Regions from separate parts of the Mus musculus genome. Here region 1 is linked to region 2. A link is a contact called in public Hi-C data. All regions are on one chromosome and are shown on one strand. Each heading gives the region's core, a stretch centred on a gene start, on an enhancer-like site or on the middle of the called end of the contact. The rest is flanking DNA. Distances are from core to core; before and after follow the strand shown. Region 1 has its middle 41 kb from the start of Macc1. Region 2 has its middle 28 kb from the start of Abcb5.

Region 1 (2,700 bases), core at 78-2,577, 490 kb after region 2:
TCAGAAAATTGGACATAGTTCTTCCAGAAGATTAAGCAATACTACTCTGGGCATATACCCAGAAGATGCTCCAACATCTAATAAAGGCACATGCTCCACTATGTTCATAGCAGCCTTATTTATAATAGCCAGATGTCCCTCAACAAAGGAATGGATACAGAAAATGTGGTACATTTACACAATGGAGTACTACTCAGCTATTTAAAACAATTAGTTTATGGAATTTTTAGACAAATGGATGGATCTGGAGGACATCTTGAGTGAGGTAACCCAATCACAAAAGAACACACATGATATGCACTCACTGAGAAGTGGATATTAGCCCAGAAGTTCAGAATCCTTCTTAGAAGAGGGAACAAAATACCCATGGAAGGAGTTACAGAGACAGAGCAGAGTCTGAAGGACGACCATACAGAAACTGCCCCACTTGGGGATCCATCCCACAAACAACCACCAGACCCAGACACTACGGCAGATGCCAACAAGAACCTGCTGACAGGAGCCTGATATAACTGTCTCCTGAGGGCCTTTGCCAGTGCTTGGCAAATACAGAAATGGATGCTCACAACCACCCATTGGATGGAGCACAAGGTCCCCAATGAAGAAGCTAGAGAAAGTACCCAAGGAGCTGAGGTGTCTGAAGTCTCATAGGAGGAACATCAATATGAAGCTTCCCTATTTTTATGGTTTTTGTAGTTGGTAAGAAACTGCTTTTGAAAGTGCTTCCTCTAGACGTTTAGATATAACTATTCTCTCAATTGTTTAAACATTTCCTCGTTAAGCTGTGCTCTAAATTTTTCTTTATTTCAAATAGTTTTCTGACTCTCCACTACCTACATGACTTTCCTATGCCTTGATATCCACTGCTTACATGATATTCCTTGGGTATATGCCACATCACCTGAAGCACACATATCTATCTATTCAGTCTTTTACTTAGAATGCTTATTTAGACTTTATTACATGTTACACAAGCATGACTCCAGTCATGTTTTAGACAATCTTTTTTTCTGTGACAAATACTTGAGAAAAATAGTTTAGAGAGAGGAAAGGTGTGTCTCACAATGTCAGAGTTTAATGACAATGTCAATGTCTCTCTACCCATGGTAAAGCTGAACATCACGGTACTTCACTATGACCTTCCAGCAATACAATCAAATTATCGGATGGAGTCATACTCACATGACCCAGTCAACTCCAAAAAACCTGTCACTTGGCAACCAAAGTTTTAATACACAAGTTTTGGGGCATTCTGATACAAACCCAAACATGATGATACCTGAACGGAGAAGCTCATGACCCACAAGAAGTTTCAGAATGACAATTGCTTCCCTAATTGTGGTAAAATACTTCCATTTTTAGCCTATGCTCTGCAAATAAGGAAACGGTGCATCATAGGTTTGTGACTAAACTTTGTATTTTATCAGTTTTGTAGCTCCAGACACAGGCCAAATATAGCAAGTTTATTGAGCTAAGCAAGCAGTCTGTAATGGATGCAGTACAAGAGGCTGCAAAATCAGTATTCAGACATGAAATGGAACTGGGGATGGTGGCACACACCTTTAAATCTAGCATGTGGGAAGCGAACACAGATGGTTCTCTGTGAGTGTGTGGCCAGCCTGGACTATATTGCAGTTCCAGGACAGCCAGAGTTAGGTCATTGCAGTGGGTTTCTGTCTCAAAACTCAAACAAACAATCCACAAACAGGAGATATAGGACAGTTTCATGTGTTTTGCAAGTCAATCACCCATGGAAGGAGTTACAGAGACAAAGTTTGGAGCTGAGACAAAAGGATGGACCATCTAGAGACTGCCATATCCTGGGATCCATCCCATAATTAGCCTCCAAACAATGACACCATTGCATACACTAGCAAACGTTTGCTGAAAGGACCCTGATATAGCTGTCTCTTGTGAGACTAGGCCGGGGCCTAGCAAACACATAAGTGGATGCTCACAGTCAGCTATTGGATGGATCACAGGGTCCCCAATGGAGGAGCTAGAGAAGTATCCAAAGAGCTAAAGAGATCTGCAACCCTGTAGGTGCAACAACATTATGAACTAACCAGTACCCTGGAGCTCTTGACTCTAGCTGCATATGTATCAAAAAATGGCCTAGTCGGCCATACTGGAAAGAGAGGCCCACTAGACAGGCAAACTTTATATGCCCCAGTACAGGGGAATGCCAGGGCCAAAAAGTGGGAATGGTTGGGTAAGGGAGTCGGGGGGAGGGTATGGGGGAACTTTTGGAATAGCATTGGAAATGTAATAGAGGAAAATACGTAATAAAAATATTTATAAAAATTTAAAAAAAGAAAAAATAAATGGCATTCGTAAGTGGGAAAAAAAGGAGATATAGGACACTAGGACATATGTAATACAAACCTTTACAGGACAGAGGTGAGCTAGAGCACACTGTCATGTTTCTAATCACTATCAGTTTGAAAAGATGAAAATATTTGTGGCATAAGCAAGTTTACATATTGTCAGCTTTATGAAATAATAGTGTATTGTTTTGTTTTCTTTCTCCTCCTCCCAGAAGTGTCAGCTTCTGTGACTGTGGCTCAGTCCTCTCAAAAACATCTTAGATACAAACATCACTTCTCTGACATTTTATTCTCAACTTGGGGTGCCTTTGTACCCTCCTATGCTCTGTGCTAGAACATTTAATTTTGAGAATAGTTCACATTTCTGTTACAA
Region 2 (2,700 bases), core at 14-2,513:
GTCTAGGCTGTGTCAAGTTGATGGTTAAACATAACTAGGATGCTCCTTACTGTTGACAATCTGTGGAGTTATACATTTGAGATTATTTTTAACCTCATTCATGAGAATAATGGGAAAGGAAACCATTATATACAATATTCTTTATGTTAAAAAGGTTGACTGGTGATGTTTTCTAAACAAAACACATTTTAAAGGGGCAATTGTTATTCACACTCTTCCCACAGGGAGCAAGAAAAATATGCACAATGCTTGCAGGGTGTTTGTAATATGCTTGTTTGCATTTCTTTACATAGCCTCATTTTTAATTTTCTCAGATACAGGTTCCCTGAGTATGCTGGATAATTTTATGTCGGATTTGACACAAGCTAGAGTTATCAGAGAGGAGGGAACCTCAATTGAGAAAATGCTGCTAGGCCATAGGCAAGCCTGTAGGGCATTTTTAAAGTGATTGATATTAGTGGGCCCAGTTCAGTGAGGATGGTGCTATTTTTGGGTTAGTGGTCCTGGGTTCCATGAAGAAAGAAGTCTGAGCAAGCCATTTAGAGCAAGCACTCCTCCATGACCTCTCTATCAGGTTCTGTATCCAGGTTCCTGCCCTGATTTACTTCAATGACAGAGTACAAAATGGAAATGTAAGTAAGCCAAATAGCTCCCTTCCAATCCACTTTTGGTTATGGTGTTCAGTCATAGCAATAGTAAACCTATGTCTAATTAAGACATGAGCTAAATATATTGTTTTTCCAAGTGTTACAGAAATAATTATTATCTGTCACTCTTCTTCCTCTCTTCCTCTTCTTCCTCTTCCTCCTCCTCCATTTTGAGTTTTAGAGATTAGAATTCCCATTTCATTTTCAGACATTTTAAGTAGTTTTTGCAAATTCATTATTTTGCAACAATAAGTAAGACCAGGAGACACGAGGTAATTTAATTAGTATTAGAATTATTTAGTGACAATTCTAACTCTAAAAACCAGGAATTTTGTTTTAAAAATGTCAGACAGGGAAGAAGAGGGCTTATTATCCCTAGTAAATAATAGAGCAGTAACAATAGTTGTCTCTATCATTTTTTGACTGCTTCAGCTCAGAATTTTATTATAAAGTGTTCTATTGCACTCACCTCCCACCCCTCAGTGGCTTTGGAAGATGTCTGTCATCCTTGTTTGGGATGAGGAAATTGAGCCCCAGAGATCAGGCTGTCATAACAACCACATGGCTTCAGTGGGAAAACTTGACATTTGATCCCATGTCCCTCAGATGCCACAGTCTACCAGCTTTGCTTTGTGCACATGGTCATTCTCACACTGAGCTTTGAAATGAGTTTGTCCTTTGCCTATCGTAGTTCCTATCTCAAGTTTCTTCCTCAATTACATATTTTATATCCAAAACAAATATTTTTCACATTAACCTCTATCTGTACAGGAAGTAGAAAGTTAAAAGTCACATAATTGTCACAAAAACTTCTGGTGATCTTCTACGGGAAAGGGAAGTTGTGGTTTGTAAGAAGCAGGCAGGGAAACTTCAGCATTTCTGTGGGCCACTGGGCTACAGGAGAGGGAGAAAGCAACCAGGCAGGCAGAGCACATAAATCTATGTTTGAAATCCCTTCATAAACATTCATGGTTTATGGGGATAATTTGGCTCCATTAAATATCTGTAATAACTTTTTTTTTATTCATGTCTCATTGCCTTCATCTGAAGAAGTTATGCAGCATTCTGACCACTAGATATCACTGTTGCTTACAAAATAGAGTTGTGCCATCTCTGGATAAACCAAGTGTCAGTGTAGTCTTGACATTGTCTCTGATGTTTATTCTTTAGTAAAGAGTTGCAAATGGCATTCCAGACCTAAAACATATGTTTCCTGCCTACAGGGAACTTGTATTTGGCTCTAGAGAAGCAAGCTGAACTGATGTAAACAATTACAGAATCACAGACTTGTACATTTATGTAGAACTGGTTAAGGCATAGGAAACAAGAGCTCTGAGGTCACATGGAGAGATGCATGGAAACTCTATGGAAATCCACAGAGTGGGACATAGGTGGTGTTCTAATGGAGGAGTAGGAACAGGGTAGGGAAAACTCAAGTAGGTCACCCTAGGGAGGTGGCAGGGTATGAGTCCTAGAGTAAAGATAAAGTTTGGGCAAGGGAGATTGATCTGAGAAAGAGTGGGAGTCCACTATGGGAGTCGAAAGACAGATTATAGTGGATTACAAAAAACAGAGGCCTTGAGCTTATTTTCTACTGATCCTGTCTCTGAAATGAAGTGATGTGATTGAGGTTGCATTTTAAGAGAATTGATGATAAGTGGTAAAGTGGAAGAATCTAGGGAGGGGCTCTAAGGAGCACAAGCATTGCTAAGGAGGTAAGAGAACATCAACTATAATCTCAAAGAAGTATGGTGTGGCAGGAGCTGTGGAAGGACAAACCAAACAACTATTGTCCCATGACACATGCTTTCGATTGCACATTCTGCAATGGATGGAGTTTAAAACTCCTAATGTTGTAAACTTGTCAATGGCTCTTTATGCTTTTCTGGATAAGGTTTCTCCAGGTCATCTGAACCACACACCATTAAGTCCCTTGATTTTCCTGACTTTTTCCATTTCTTCTCATGTTCATCTTTTAGCTTCAGTTTAGCTATTGCCCCACAAAAGCCTTCCCTTTGTACCTGTGGACCTCTTTATAATACAACATATACGA

The links. A called contact is a pair of places that touch in the nucleus more often than the background predicts.
Region 1: a contact with region 2 is called in a Hi-C map of bone marrow-derived macrophages, with 18 read pairs. The contact joins two enhancer-like sites. A contact is called at or near these places in 1 of 15 datasets of contacts at CTCF or cohesin (pro-B cells), 4 of 484 Hi-C or Micro-C datasets (the HL-1 cell line, adipose-derived mesenchymal stem cells, bone marrow-derived macrophages and 1 more) and 1 of 115 datasets of contacts at active chromatin or transcription factors (large pre-B cells).

What each region holds. Positions count from the first base shown.
Region 1 is chr12:119,482,809-119,485,508 of GRCm38.p6, forward strand. No RefSeq gene overlaps it. Among named protein-coding and RNA genes, the nearest start is that of Macc1, 41 kb to the left of the region's middle. Within about 2 kb of position 1,328, at least 41 of the 459 cell types and tissues checked have an H3K27ac peak or open chromatin away from gene starts, as enhancers often do. A contact at or near this core is called in bone marrow-derived macrophages, where this site is marked.
Region 2 is chr12:118,992,993-118,995,692 of GRCm38.p6, forward strand. No RefSeq gene overlaps it. Among named protein-coding and RNA genes, the nearest start is that of Abcb5, 28 kb to the left of the region's middle. Within about 2 kb of position 1,264, at least 26 of the 459 cell types and tissues checked have an H3K27ac peak or open chromatin away from gene starts, as enhancers often do. A contact at or near this core is called in bone marrow-derived macrophages, where this site is marked.